2 separate regions of the Mus musculus genome follow, and region 1 is linked to region 2. The links are chromatin contacts, called in public HiChIP or PLAC-seq maps. All regions are on one chromosome and are shown on one strand. The core of a region is the stretch at or near the end of the contact, and the rest is flanking DNA. Distances in the headings are between cores, read along the strand shown. Region 1 overlaps Gm12223 (a long non-coding RNA gene). Region 2 overlaps Pdlim4 (PDZ and LIM domain 4).

Region 1 (7,549 bases), core at 1,095-3,594, 130 kb before region 2:
ATTCTGCTGCCTTTTAGTAAGAAACACTACTTCCAGGGCCTGGGAGATGGCTTGGTTCATGAAGCTCTCTCAGTGGAAGCATGGTGAAGAGTTTCAGTCCCCGGCATTTATATGTAAGAAGCCAGGTGTGGTGGCTCATACCTGTCATCCCAGCGCTGTAGGCAGAGACCGGCAGCTAGGTTGACCAGGAATATACTCTTTCAGGCTTTTCTGCTTTCAGAGCTGCAATGTAGGACTTTTCCAGATCACAGTATGCAAAGCCCTCAGACACGGAAGGCCACTTGGAGGGAAATTTCAGGAAAGACTAAAGCCCTGAATGCACTAGGTTTGAAAGTACAAGACCAATAACAACAACAGGTTACTAAAGAAACTTAGAGTTGACTATTCTGCCATTGGTGGAATGGCGGTGAGGTAGAATTCAGCTCAGCCGTGGGAATAGTAAGATACTGTTGCACATGACATTCCTGTGTGCGGGATTTGTTTCTGCTGCATTTTATTATTCCCATGCACAGGGGAGGTCAATAGCTCGGAGTGGGATGAACAGGGATATACAGAACGGATGTTTGAGGAGGAGATTTAATTTTTTTTTTAGTCAAAGGGCGTGAAAGATGACTCAGTGGTTAAGAGCACTTGTTGCTCTTGCAGAAGACATAGGTACAATTCCCAGCACTCTCATGGAGGCTCACAACTGCCCATAACTCCAGTGCCCTCTTCTAGTCTCCACGAGCACTTCATGCACATGGAACACATACTTACATGCAGGCAAAACACTCATAGACATAAAATTACATGCACACACACACATGCGCACACACATGCACACATATACACACACACACGCACACATACACACATATGTGCACACACTCACATACACACACACACACACACATACACACACACAGACACACACACATGAATTGACTGGAGCTGGCACCCATTAATAATCAGTCATTATTGACCATTATAAAACATGTGGGGGAAAAAAACCCAACCTTTTATGTGTCAGAGAAAATCATCAGGAAAGGATTCAGCACAGAGGAAGAGCACTGTACCACCAACAACAACCCACATACTGCCAACCTCCCACGTACTGCCAAACCCCCACGTAGCAAGGGCTCTGAGTAGTTATTTTTCAAAGATATACAAGTGACCAATAAGTACATGAAAAGATACTCAGCCCTCTTAACCATCAGGAAAATATAAATCTAAACCGCAGGATACAGGATGAAGCAGGGGCTGGAGACACGGCTTAACATTAAAAGTACTGCTTCGCTTGCAGAAGACCCAAGTTCAGTTCCCAACACCCACTCATGTAAGGCAGTTTACAACTGCCTACAACGCCTGCTCCAGGTGATCTGATGCCTCTTCTGGCCTCTGTGAACTTTGCACGCATGTGTGCATCCCTTCACAGACATACACATACACAAACACATACACATACACATACACATACACATACACATACACATACACATACACATACACATACACATACACATACACATACACATAGTTTTTTAAGAAATAATAAAATTACATAGCAGGAGAGTGTTGGTAAGAACAGGAGGAAGTAGGAACATTTAAACATTAAGATGAAACTTCTAGTCGGTTAGATGAAAGAGACCCTTGAACAGATAATATCATCAGAGAAAGCCACCAGCTACCTACCAAGTTAAACAGGACCTCTTCCACCTAGAAATAGAACTTCATGTTGACTAAGATCAATTTCCCCAGATCCTTGGCCAATACTAATACCCAAAAGGAGAGTCAAATTGAGACTTTCACTAAGCAAAATGCACAGGGAAATGGGAAAAATGACCAAAGCAACTGCTGATTTAATTATATCATCCATTGCCAGTGAACTGGTCACTTGACAGGGTAAAGGAATGGTTTCTTGAAGCTTTGGGTAAGATATCAGCTTGAAGATTGTGTTCTGCAAAGTCAGGATCCTCTTCTAGGCTGCATCATACATCCCAAACCAATAAGCATAGCATGAAGAATGCATGGGTCTGGAAACTGATGAGTGGAAATAGAAATGACCCCTCTGTGTGCTGGAGTGACTCATCGGAAGAGTGTTTCCTCTCCCTCCATCGCTAGACAAATGCACTAGCTAAGGGTAGCCATCTAACCATGCATGGGTGTTTACCCTTAGGTGTAATTAAAGATTCAGTTCCTCATTCATACTTGGCACATTTCAAGCGTTCAATGGCCATATGAAAAAGTAGCAAGAATGTTGGACAGCGCAGAAGATTTCCATTGTTGCAAAACATCCTACCAGACTGCACTGTTCTACCGGCCTGGATCCCAGAGGGAAATGCTTGCATCAGAGGAGCCTGACTGGGACTTCTCAGCGGAATTTAAACTATGCCTATTGCCCTGTCACGTTGAGCTCCTCATGTTTGCAGACCAGCAGGAAACACAGAATCGCTGCTGCCAAAAGTCCTCAGTTCTAACCAAGAGGCGATCATGATTTTGTTACATAGTGACAGGGTAGAGTGTGGCTTTAGGTGACTTACCGGGGACTCATAGAACTCCCTGCAAAACTTTAGTAGCAAGTGAGCAAGTGTGTTGCTCATGCTTTCAGAAGACATTATTGAATGGGGCTCAGAATCCTTAAAGATGGTTTGGGTCAGGTACCCTAATGAGTGGATCCCTGAGACTCAAAGTCCAAATAGATAGATTGTGGTACTTCGATTACTGCTCCAAAGTCCATGGAACTCCGATACATCTGAAACTCCCAACTTCAAAAAAATAGGTGATTAGGATTTTCTTTGGAGCTGAGATAAAAGGATGGACCATCTAGAGACTGCCGCACCCGGGGATCCATCCCATAATCAGCCTCTAAATGCAGACACCATTGCATACGCCAGCAAGATTTTGCTGAAAGGACCCTGATATAGCTGTCTCTTGTGAGGCTATGTCGGTGCCTGGCAAACACAGAAGTGGATGCTCACAGTCAGCTATTGAATGGAACACAGGGTCCCCAATGGAGGAGCTAGAGAAAGTACCCAAGGAGCTAAAGGGGTCTGCAACCCTATAGGTGGAACAACAATATGAACTAACCAGTACCCCCGGGAGCTCGTGTCTCTAGCTGCATATGTAGCAGAAGATGGCCTAGTCAGCCATCATTGGAAAGAGAGGCCCCTTGGTCTTGCAAACTTTATATGCCTCAGTACAGGGGAACACCAGGGCCAAAAAGTGGGAATGGGTGGGTAGGGGAGTTGGGGGGGGAGGATATGGGGGGGCTTTTGGGATAGCATTGGAAATGTAAATGAAGAAAATACCTAATTTTAAAAAAAGAGCATTCATATAAAAAAAGAAAAAAAAGACACTGTGTAGATATTGGAAACTGTATGTAGTATAGAAACTTTTATGTGTACATATACATAGTCTGAATATATTTCTTCACAGTTACACAACTATGACAAAATTGAATTTATAATGAACTCAGTAATTAATATAAAATGGTTAATAATTTTAAAATATAATAAGAATATATAAGTATACTATTAAAATTAACATAAATTTTTAAAAAAGGATTTTCTATTGTTTTGTTCCTGCAACTATGGAGAAGATATGTAGCTAAATATGCAATATTTAATATGAATATATAACTAAAGCAGGAAGGGCTGCTTCCAAACATTATGTTGATCAGGCTTTGCCTTCCTCATGCTTTTGTGCCTGATTGACATCCAGCCTAGGACACTCACAGTCTAGACCTTTCACAAGTGGGCTCCTTACCATTCTAGTGCTGTCATCTTCTCAGTATTTCCTATAATTTGTGTGTGTGCAAGTGTGTATGCATGTGTTCACATGTACATGGGTCCACATACATGTGCAATGCATGTACATGGAGAGAACCGATGTGAACCTCAGGTATCACTCAGGGGCTGTCCACCTTACGTTTTAAATTTATTTTATTTTTAATTATGTGGGGGAGGGTTGCACACAGTGGCATCTGATCCCCCTGAAGCTGGAGTTACAGGCACTTGCTATGTGTCTGCCATGGACACTGGGGACTAAACTTGGGTCCTTTACAAGAGCAGTCAGTGCCTGCTCTTAGCTGCTAAGCCATCTTAACACACACACACACACACACACACACACACACACACACACACACACACACACACACCTGATTCCTCACTGGGGCCTGGAGCGCATGAATTCAGCTAGGCTGCCTGGCCACTGAGCTCCAGGGATTTACCAATCTCTGCCTCCCCGGAACCAAGGTTATAGATATGTGCTGCCAACCAGGTTTTTATACAGGGCTAGAAGTAGAGTCTTCCTGCTTGCATTTCTCTCTAAGTCCCTCCAATTGGCATCTTTTAGAATGAGTTTTATCTCTAACAAACTTCTCCTCCATAGCTTTCTTCAAATCATTCTAACTACTGCCTTTACTCCGATTCTTAAATAGGTAAAATTTTATTAATTATTCATAATTACTACTAGAATTTAATCTCCAGACAGGCTGTAACTTTGGTGGCTCTTCACTGTAGCCTCTTCTGTCCCTACAACACTTTGCACATTGAAGGTATCAAGTATGTAATAGCTGGATGACTGTTAAGAGACAAGCAGAAGTTGGGGGTGGTTATCTCAATACGAGCAAGAGCTGAACAAGGTGGAGCATGTTTGTAACCCCTGTACTCAGGAGGCTGAAACAGGAGGATTACCATGAGTTTGAGGCCAACCTAAGCTACATAGTAAGACTCTCAAGAGAGAGAGAGAGAGAGAGAGAGAGAGAGAGAGAGAGAGAGAGAGAGAGAAGAGAAGAGAAGAGAAGAGAAGAGAAGAGAAGAGAAGAGAAGAGAAGAGAAGAGAAGAGAAGGAAAGGAGGGAAGGAAGGAAGGGAGGAAAGAAATAAAGGAGAAAAGTCAATAATGACAAAAAAAAAAAAAGCTTGAAATTGCCAAATATTTGCATCTGGCTTCTAGAAAGTTCAACCTCAGAATCAGTTTGTGGTGACGAATGCCCAGCACTTTTCACTGAATCATTTATAAAGGAAATGACAGATACTGTGATTGTTCTAAGAACATGGCAGGTGGCACAGAAGACAGACAAGTGAGCTGTAGTTAGTGTCAGCCTCCTGCCTTTGTCACCGAGTGTCACACAGCTATTCCCAAATGTCTACTATGGCAGCAGAGACTGGGCTAGATCAGGTATATTCAGTTCACAGCAGGGCACACTCTGCCTCTGTGTACCATCCCTCTCCTCTCTGTCTTCCCCCTTTGCTCCCTGAGGCCCCATGGGTGTGGCTTCAGGGCTGGTGGTTAAGAGGAGCTAACATGAAGTTTTGCTGTGGATGATCCAGACCTCAAACAAAATATTCCAGAAGCAGAACACTTATAGAGGCCCACAACACCTTATGCTTGATTTTGGTTTGTCATCTTACTTCTTCTACTTCACTTTGGAAAAACAAATTGTGACTACTGTTCACTAATGTCCTGAGTTCGCGTTCTGAATCCTATGTGCACGCTGCAACAAAGAAGAAACCCATGTAAGAAACCTTTGGTCAAGATGCTCTTGTCTCCCTAATCTGTGATGCTGTTACTGAGACCTCTGAAGAGGATCGTTGCAGGCAATAACCTCAAACCCGTCAGTCGTTTCTTCTAAAACAGAGTGAGTCAGACATAGGACTCTTTAGATACAGGGTAGAGAGATCAAGTTGAAGTGGGCCTGTAAAGTTCTTCCCTACTGTCTAGTGTTCATAGTGCTGGGAGGTGCTGTGCTTACTGTGTGAGAAAAGGCATCACCAGTGTTCCCCGTTGCTGAACTGTGAATGCTACAATGCTGACCTGCCGGGCCAGACATGCAGCAGTGGCATGACTGTTATAATAAGAGTAGTCAACTTCTTCCTGATTGGATCTAAGGCTAACGCCACAAGGATTTTGTGTTCAGACCCATGTCTTGCTAAACAGCCATGTTCCAAAAACAGTCGTGTTCTAATTCCGTGTGTTTATACCCACAGATCGTCGCTGCCTTTGACCCTAGCCAGCAAAGCTGCTTCTGTGGTGGTCAGCACTTAACACAGAGACTCATAGGTAGTCCAAGTGCTGAGTTAAGTGACTATTGGCTGTTCAGTCCTCAATGGGACATATGTATCAAGAACCCTCAAGGCTCAGGGTACATTTTACAAAGGAAGGCAGAAAAAAGTGAAGTAAGAGACAGAGAAAGGGAGAAGTGCTGTGATATGCTTCATTCTGGATACGACATGGCTACCATACTCATGAACTCATAGCAACTATGAACACCTGCACAAAGTCAAGCCAACAAGATCAGTCAATATTTCAACATAATGGTTTTTTAAAAACCAAGAAGACATAAAGATCAAAGGGGGCATGCTGGCACCGAGGAGGAGGAGGAGTGATATGTGATTAATATGCATCTGTATGAAATTGTCAATTAATAAATTAAAGATTTCTTTTAAGTAGTGAGTCAAATCTTTGAAGCAGCCACCAGTTAAAAACAAAGTCATCTAGAGTTGTCACTCATGAGAGCAGAGGCCTAAGTCTGTCAGGCCTTCAGAAACAAGAAAGCCGAAAAGCAGGGTACCCACGTCTGAATGCTATTTGATTCAACTTGGAACAGAGAAAGGAAAATGTCTTGCGCATACTCTAAAATTCCAGATTCATTTTTTAATCTCCCATTGTCCTTCTATGAACATTAGCTAAGTCATGGGCTCAGGACCTGGCTCAGCAGGTGCAGGCAATGGTCATGGAAGACTGGGGGGGGGGGGCATAGTAGGAGCCCCAGGACTCAGGTAGAAAGAGAGAAAAGACTCCATGACATTGTCCTCTGACTCTCATATATGTACCATGGCACATATGCCTCCTCACACTACTACTACTACTACTACTACTACTACTAATAATAATAATAATAATAATAATACATTTTAATTTAGAAATTACCTGAATAAGGTATGGGGAAGGAAAGACAAAGTAGGTAATGGGGTAATGACTATAAAAGTAGGATATATGGGGGTAATATATCACAATGAGACCCAGTATTGTATACAATTAATATATGCTAGTAAAACCAGCTATGAGTAAAGATTTATTTTAAGAATTTTTTTTTAAAGTCCTAATCTAGAGGAAGAGCTGACACTTGATTGACAAGACAGTGGTCATATGTCTTGGCCCCTCAGCAGTCAGGCTGATGCCGGAAGGAGTCACAGAGGGAAGAGGTGTTAGTAACATGGGCAAGCCCTCTGAGTGGCCTCAACCCCTCCTTTTTCTCCTACCTTCTTTTTCCACCTCTAACCAGTATGGGGCAGAGGCCACTATACCAGGTCAATCATTAAAATTAAGTTACATGAAATAAGCCCTTATATATGGAAGCTTTAAAAAAATGTTAACTGGATTGTGGAATGGTGGTCAACAGAGGCTGGAGGACACAGGGAGAGGTTAGATTATTGGTGCCAGGATACAGGTAGGTCAATGGAACAGGCGCTGTGTTTGGCAGCACAGTGGGCTGATCACAGCTCAGTACAGCCTGGTGTGTATTTGATAAGCATCTGGAAGAAAGGAGTTCGAAGGTTCCAGAC
Region 2 (7,723 bases), core at 804-3,303:
GGGCCCCTTCTGACTGTAGAATACGAGTTCCTATTCGTATTCCAACCATGGACCCTTTTGCCGGCTGGGCAAATAGCCTGGAAATGTCAGAACAGAGGTAGCTAGCCAACACAGTCAATAGGAGGGGTCAAAGGTCAGAGGGCCTCCTAGTGCCTCCAGATCTTGCTCTTACAGGACTGCAGTCCAGCCACCAGCAGGCGCTCCTCAGTCTCTGGGATTAGTCTGGAGGACAACAGATCGGGCCTGGGATCTCCATATGGTCAGCCACCTCGCCTTCCAGTCCCTCACAATGGCAGCAGCAACGAGGCCACCCTGCCAGCCCAGATGAGCGCTCTGCATGTGTCTCCACCCACCAGGTAGGACAGAGGCCGGGCCTTTGAAGTCACACCCAGATCAATCTTAATCCTTCAAATCTCTACAGTTCCTTCCTGGCCCTTGTCGTTTGATCTAAGAGCCTCAACTCACATAGTTATAGTTTGACTTAGAAGGCTGCCAGGCCCAAGGCTGGAATTACCATGCTGGCTTTCCATCTCTCCCCTTCCCAGTGCCGACACAGCCAGGGTTCTCCCTCGGAACCGGGACTGCAGGGTAGACCTGGGTTCAGAGGTATACAGGATGTTAAGGGAGCCAGCAGAGCCCACAGCCTCGGAGCCGAAACAGTCAGGATCCTTCCGCTACCTGCAGGGCATGCTAGAGGCTGGCGAGGGCGGTAAGACTCCCAACACCTTACCTCCCCTGCCTCCCCTCCCCCTACCGTGCCCAGTTTACCCTTCACCTTCCAACACCACCCAATCCACACCTTCTAGCCATCCACCCCCTCTTCAAATCCCTCTGTGCCTTACTGTGACTGTGCTCTCACCCTCCCGATTCCCACTCCACCACCCACGTGACTCTCCTTTACCTCATACAAACCAAGAACTTGTCCTCTAAGCTTCTGGTCATCGTGTTCCAGAAGCAACATCCTGCTGAAGTAGGGTTCTTATCTCACCTACCCCATCCATACCACCTGCCCTCTGGATTTCAGGGGATCGGCCTGGGTCTGGTGGTCCCCGGAACCTCAAACCAGCAGCCAGCAAGCTCGGTGCTCCACTGAGTGGCCTGCAGGGGCTACCAGAGTGCACGCGCTGCGGCCACGGGATCGTGTGAGTACCCAGTCTGCCCACCTGCACCCCCACGACCCCACTTCTGTTTTCCAAGGCCATGGGTAGAGGCTTGTCCTAGAATCTGTCAGTCACCTGTCCCTCTGTCCTCCACAACAGGGGAACCATTGTCAAGGCGAGAGACAAGCTCTACCATCCGGAGTGCTTCATGTGCAGCGACTGCGGCCTGAATCTCAAACAGCGTGGGTACTTCTTCCTAGATGAACGGCTGTACTGTGAGAATCACGCCAAGGCTCGAGTCAAGCCGCCGGAGGGATATGATGTGGTGGCTGTATACCCCAATGCTAAGGTGGAACTTGTCTGAGCTGGAAAATCTTGTCTTGCCTCTGCTTCACTTAATGTTCCCTCATGGCCTGTGTAAATATATGTCCTCCTGGCCTTTCTAATAAAGTCCTTCTGCTTGCTCTGGAACTAGCTAGTGTCTGGCCTGATAACCTCCAGTGCAGGCCATAGCTCCAATGTGTTGTAAGATCGGTTCAGGTGTCAGGCCTGTTCTAGACATTAGATTCAGTGGTGAGCCAGACAGCTCTCATGTTGTTCCCACAGCCTGAGTTGGATGGCAGAGTAAGCCATAAGGGATAGTGTCGTTAATACTATGGTCTGCTGCTGTAGTGTAACAAGGAGCCTGGCCTGGGTGAGGTCAGGAAAGCTGAGAATCAAGAGACGGAGGGAGGCAAGAGATCTCTATAGAATCAAGACCTATGCAAAAAAAAAAAAAAAAAAAAAAAAAAGCATGGACCATGACAGCCCTGGTGTGCCCGTTGTCCGCATGAGTGGCCAGGGGTGGTCCCTAGCCTGCATGGGTGGTGCCCCCTTCCTGGTACTCTCTTCCTAAGTCGCTCTCTGTCCATACACTCTATTTTTCTTCTCCTCTTCCTTCCTCCTCCCACTAGGGGGCAAGCTTGACTTTTTCTTGAGACAAAAGTCAGCGCTTTAGAACTAACACTGCCTTTCCCTCTAAGAAGCTTGGTCCTTTTCCCCCACCTGCAGTAGAAATTCTACACTCCTTGGATGCGCCCCAGTTCACTCGAAGTGAGGTCTGCCTTGTACCTTTTGGTTACATAAACCTATTCAGACTCTCACTTTTAAAACTATAAAAGTTACCGGGTTGATGAATGACTGTTGATCGCCATGTTCCGCACAGTCTGGGGAATAAGCTACCATTTCGGTTTTATTAAACATGCAGTAAGGTAAATTTAAAAGAATAAGTGGCAGATGGGTGGATGGATGGATGGATGGATGGATGGTTAGAAGCAAAACAGAACCAACTTGGCCTCAAAATGTCCAATAGGAATCGACTAGGGAAGCCCTTTTAAGGCAGTCAGTTGGAGTTTCTAATGAAGAGAATTCCCTCCGGTGAGGATTCCCAATAAAAGGACAAATAGCAACAGATAGAGATGACATCATCAAACAGACAGCCACAACACCCAGCCGAAACTGACTGGGGAAGCTGAGGCAGCAATTAAAATTTCTGAGTAAACTTTCTGAGCTTCGGCGCTTCCTGATTCAGGCCCTTTCATATCATGGGATAAACAGTAGTAATGTCTGGTCTGTACTGCTAGCCACTCTCACCTCTCTGTCCCAGAGTTAGAGGGGCAGCCCATTCACAGGCTGGCATGGGGCCTTAGAAGGTACTTTGACGGGTCTGGAGAGATGGCTCAGTGATTAAGAGAACTGGCTACTCTTCCAGAGGTCCTGGACACAGCTCACAACCATCTGCAACTCCAGTTCCAGAGGAGCTGATGCCCTCACACAGACATGCAAGCCAAACACCAAGTTGGAGTCTCTGAAATGGTGGGGAGGAGAGCAACCCTTATTACCCTGCTTCCAGAGTCGGCTTCTCGATGAACTCAAACAGCACATAGCGCTGTACCACTACGACATGCATTTCGAACCCACAGCTGTCCAGGATCCTAAATCTGTGGACCTACCCCACTGCTTGCTCTGGGTGAGAAACCACCTCGGCTCATTTGTTCAATGAGCCTGAATAATGTCCATTTGTGCTGTGTATTCTGGGCTACCAGAAGGCTGCTATCAGCTCACATTCTAACCATCTGCATTCAACAAGACCCACCCACTTCCTCCCTCTCTCCGACACTGAAAGTTTCCACACATTATTTTTGGTAAATAAGATTTACTGTGTGTTGGCTGCGTGTCCAGTCCTGAAATGACAGCGAGAAACAGTGTCTTTCCCCTCAGTCCCTTACAGAAGTTCTCATAGGAATTACCCTAAAATTTTTGACCACTTACCCCAGATTTACTTAACTTCTTATTAATAACTGATAGGAATTTTCCATACCTCACCTTGTATGTATGTGCGTAATATTAGCTTTTGTCCCTGAGTGTGCACAGGTATGTGGAGACCAGCGGCTGATGTTGGGTGCCATCCTCTGTTGCTCTTCCAACGTAAGTTCTGAGACAGGGCTTCTCACTGGTTCAGTGAGGCCAGGTTGCAGGTCAGCTCCCGGACTTCTCCTCTCCCCAGCTCCCCAGCACTGAGATTATAGTGTGTGCCACCACGCAGGGCTTTTTACATAGGTGTTGGGGACCTGAACTCAGGTCCCCTTCACCAAGTGAGCACCTCCCCAACTGCTTTTATAAGATTCTTTGAGCTGGATTTTATTCCCCCGATCCATTTGCTGTTCCCCTGACATCGAGTGGCTTTAATGATGACTGTGTTGGAGTTTAGAGGTTAATCGTTCCACCTCATTCTTCTTTCACAAACATGTCAGAGGTGTTCTCAACCATTTCCAGTAGTCAGTGACTAGGTGTGTTGAGCTCTGGAAAATAAACATCTCTGAACCGTGGCTGGGGTGCTCCCTGGATCTAGAGAGAGAGCTGCCACAGAGGACTTTCCTCCAAAGACCCCCTTCCCATCCCCGGAAAGTGGGTAGCTCTATCTCTGTGGCCTCCACCCCATTCTTTCTATTCAGGTGCCTTGGGGACTACCTGCTTTCTCCTTGAGCCAAGTCTGGAGCTACCTCTGTCCTACCCAGACCCCAGAGAGTGTGGGGGCTCTAGGGTCAGAACCTACTCTATCTAGCACATACATGTGTGCTTTTACATGCATGGGCAATCATTCAGGGGGTGCATGCATGTGTGTGTGCGTGTGTACACTCACACACACACACATGCACATGCGCACACACACACACACACACACACTCCTTTTCCCTCCGCCGTCTCTATCCTCACTTCAATTGCTATAAGCTTTCTCTGGGAAGTAAGTCCTGGAAAACAGCTGCCCAGTTCCTGCATCCCCGACCTCAGTTCATGCATTCACCTAAGCATTGACCAGATGTGTTACTAGGAAAACATTCTGAACAACCAGGACATAAAAACTGGGCCTGGAGGTGTAGCTTCACCAGCCGGGTACTTGCCTAGCAGGTACAAAATCCTGGGTTCAATTCCCAGCACTGCATAAAATGGGAGTGATGGTTCACACCTGTAATTCCTGGATGGGGTGGGACTTGGGGGAGAGAATGCTGGTAGAATTAGATGCTCAGGGCCATCCTTGGCTATGTAGCAAGTTCTAGGCCAACCTGGGCTATGGTAAGATCATATCTCACACACACCCCAAAGTATAAACCATGAACAGTAGTATGAAGAAAATGAGGTTGCTCAATGGAAATTTCGATCATTTGTTTTATCTGAGGCTTCTGGAAAGCCCTCACAGAACAGGTGACAGGAGCGGGCACCTGAGGTGATGGTGAGCACCTGCTGGCCAGCTGGGGAAAGTCACATGCTGTTGGAAGGAGCAGAAAATGCAACTTCCCATAGGGCTGGGAAGAGGCTGTACTCTCGGGTCCTAAGAAGAGTGAGCGGTGTCTGGAGAGGTGTGAGTGAGGGGACTGAACAGTGGGTGAGGTCAGGCCCATGTGGGGTGGATATCTGTGTTGGCTGTGTTGACCTTGTAGACACAGGAAAGGATTTTGGCTTGTACCCCAGAGGGCTGGCATCATTGGACTTACGGTTTAAACAGGATGGTTCTGGCTGCTGCGGGAAGACTCTACTGTAAGGGGCAAAGGTGGGAGCAGGAAGCATGACTGTGTCCATCCCTGACTAATTGCTAACTAGCCCACATCCCTCCACCTCCGGAGCTACCCCAGTTGAGGTCCTCTGCATGACCTACCCAGGCTGGCCTCCCTGTCTCCATGAATAACAACGGGACGTTTGAAAATGACAGTGCTCTGATACTTCTGTCTTAAATCTTCCATAGTTCCTCATTGCTCATTGACAACCTAAAGCCCCAATCCCTACTCAAAAGACCTCCCTACTCACACCCCTAGAACCCCAATGACCTATCTGTGTGCTCAGCCTCAAGCTCCCTACAGATTCTCCCATGCTTCCTTGATCTTCCTCCTGCTTCTCTGAATGACCAGCAAGTTTTATCTCCCCTTACTCCCCAAGAACCAAAGAAAGGGGTGAGGGCAGAAAGTACCCAACACTTCCATGTGCTAGCATCCTTCAAAAAAGGACCCTGCCAGGCTGGCTGGCCTTCATAAGACATGCTGTGTAGCCAAGGGTGACCTTGAACTCCTGATCCACTTGAGTCCGATGCTGGGGTTACAGCCATGTACCACCACAACCAGCTTCCTCCAAGTTACTTAATGGAATCAGAGCCTATAAAATGCTTGAGGGTAGTCAAAAGGTGTCTGTATTAAGCAAGAATTGTCCTATATCCTTTGCCACTATGGAGAGCTGTGTCTGGGTCCCCAACAATATCAGATATCTTCACTAGTGTCTGACCTGGACCCATTTGGGGGCTATAAGACTGAGGCCTCAGTGGTTCCCTACAGGGCCCAGGGTTAGCCTCAGCCATGTGCACTAAGAACCCCCACTATCCAGGCAGCCAGTGAGTCCATCTGTCTCCCCAGCCACTAGAAGACTGGGACTCAAAGGCACTCCCACTCTGCACCAGCTTTTTTACTGGCAGAAGCATCAGTGGGTGGGCAGACACTCTGCTGCTTTCTGGGTTGTTTCTCTCCTATAGGCACACAGGAAGCCAGCACCCAGCCAGACTTGGAGGGAGGAATTATACCGAATGGTACCTTTAATGGAGCTGATATGCCTCAGGCCCTCCAGCCCTCCCTGTTTAGTCGATATCATCCTTCTATATTCCCTGCATCAACTTAAAAGGAAGCAAGACAATCCTTGTCTTGTGTACGAGCTCAGAAAAGGCTGATGGACTTGCCCTGGTGCCACTCTCTTCCAGCTAATCTCAGCAGCAAGGACAAATAGGACAATTATTTGTTTCCTCCCTTAAGAGTGATACATGCTCCACCAACATCCTAGTGGCTCTGACCAGCCTGCTTCAAATGGGAGATGATCTGTCTCTGATTAGCAAGAGCAGCAGAATAGCTCAGCGCCCAGACTCTCTGACTGATTCAACACAGACCTGGACCCCCAACCTGCCCAGAACACAGAACAGTGGAAGCTAGGCCTGAGTCAGAGGTGAGGTCTTATATCAGTCAGTATTCAGCTGCTATGCCAAAATACTGGAAATACAAACTTAAAAGGCAGGGAATATTTCTTTTGCTTCATAGTTCCTATCCATGGTTGGTTGGCTCCACTGTTTGGGGCCTGTGGCAGCACTGTGGATCATGGCTGAGTAATGGAGGAGGCCTGGTCACTTTTTGGTGTCGGGGATGGGGGGAACACAGAGAAACTGGGTCCCAAAATTCCCTTCAAATGCATGCCCCCAGTGAGCTAAGGTCTTCCTTCCCACCTCCTAAAGGTTTCACTCCATCCTAAGAGACAGATAGCTTTGTGATTAAAATCAATGGCTGTTCTTCCAAAGGCCCCAGCACCCACATGGCATCTCACAGTTGTCTGTAACTGATACCAGGGTGCTCAATGCCTTCTTCTGGCCTTTGTGAGCATCAGACACTCACTTGGTGCAAAGACATATATGCAGGCAGAACATGCGTGCACGTAAAATAATAATTTCTAAAATTAAAAAAAAAAAAAAAGAATCTCACTATGCAGCCCAGGTCGACCTGGAATTCTCTAGATAGCCTGGAGTTACAGGAATGTGTCACCATGACAGGCTCCTTTCTTGTAGTATATACTATATTTTATACTACGCATGCTTGGAAAAATACCTGTTCCAGAGAGCTTCCCCATATGAATAATGTTCAGGCTCCCTGGATAAAATTTCGGCAACTCCCAGGAGGGTGTCCCCGGGGCATTAACTCTGCCGGCCGCAGGTGACAAATCTCCCTAAGGTTAACTTCTGGACATGTTTATTTTGCTCCAGAATCAACAAGATGTGAACAAAATGACATCCTAGGTGTGACATTACCTTTTCAAGGCTGTCTTAGTTAGGGTTTCTATGACTGTGAAGAGACACCATAGCCACAGCAACTCTTATAAAGGGAAACATTAAACTGGGGCTGGCTTACAATTCAGAGGTCTAGCCCATCATCATCATGACAGAAAGCATGGTGGCACACAGGCAGACATGGTATTGTCAAGGTAGCTGACAGTTCTACATCTGGATTTGCAGTCAGCAGGAGAGAGAGTGAGCCATGAGGCCTGGCTTGAGCTTCTGAGATCTCAAA

The links. HiChIP or PLAC-seq counts read pairs in DNA pulled down with a chosen protein or histone mark.
Region 1: an HNF4G HiChIP or PLAC-seq map of pancreatic cancer cells shows a contact between it and region 2. The contact joins two enhancer-like sites. A contact is called at or near these places in 1 of 484 Hi-C or Micro-C datasets (bone marrow-derived macrophages), 2 of 115 datasets of contacts at active chromatin or transcription factors (the SCID.adh cell line and pancreatic cancer cells) and 2 of 9 other capture datasets (adipose tissue and pancreatic islet).

The regions. Positions count from the first base shown.
Region 1 is chr11:54,176,651-54,184,199 of GRCm38.p6, reverse strand. The region is part of intron 3 of Gm12223 (a long non-coding RNA gene); the gene reads right to left. It overlaps 4933405E24Rik (RIKEN cDNA 4933405E24 gene), which reads left to right. Exons shown (of 3, transcript NR_045506.1): 3 at 5,972-6,428. Among named protein-coding and RNA genes, the nearest start is that of 4933405E24Rik, 33 kb to the left of the region's middle. Within about 2 kb of position 2,344, at least 46 of the 459 cell types and tissues checked have an H3K27ac peak or open chromatin away from gene starts, as enhancers often do. A contact at or near this core is called in pancreatic cancer cells, where this site is marked.
Region 2 is chr11:54,048,776-54,056,498 of GRCm38.p6, reverse strand. Pdlim4 (PDZ and LIM domain 4) reads left to right here. Exons shown (of 7, transcript NM_019417.3): 4 at 175-356; 5 at 546-709; 6 at 1,025-1,142; 7 at 1,260-1,571. The coding sequence ends at 1,464. Among named protein-coding and RNA genes, the nearest start is that of Pdlim4, 16 kb to the left of the region's middle. Within about 2 kb of position 2,053, at least 13 of the 459 cell types and tissues checked have an H3K27ac peak or open chromatin away from gene starts, as enhancers often do. A contact at or near this core is called in pancreatic cancer cells, where this site is marked.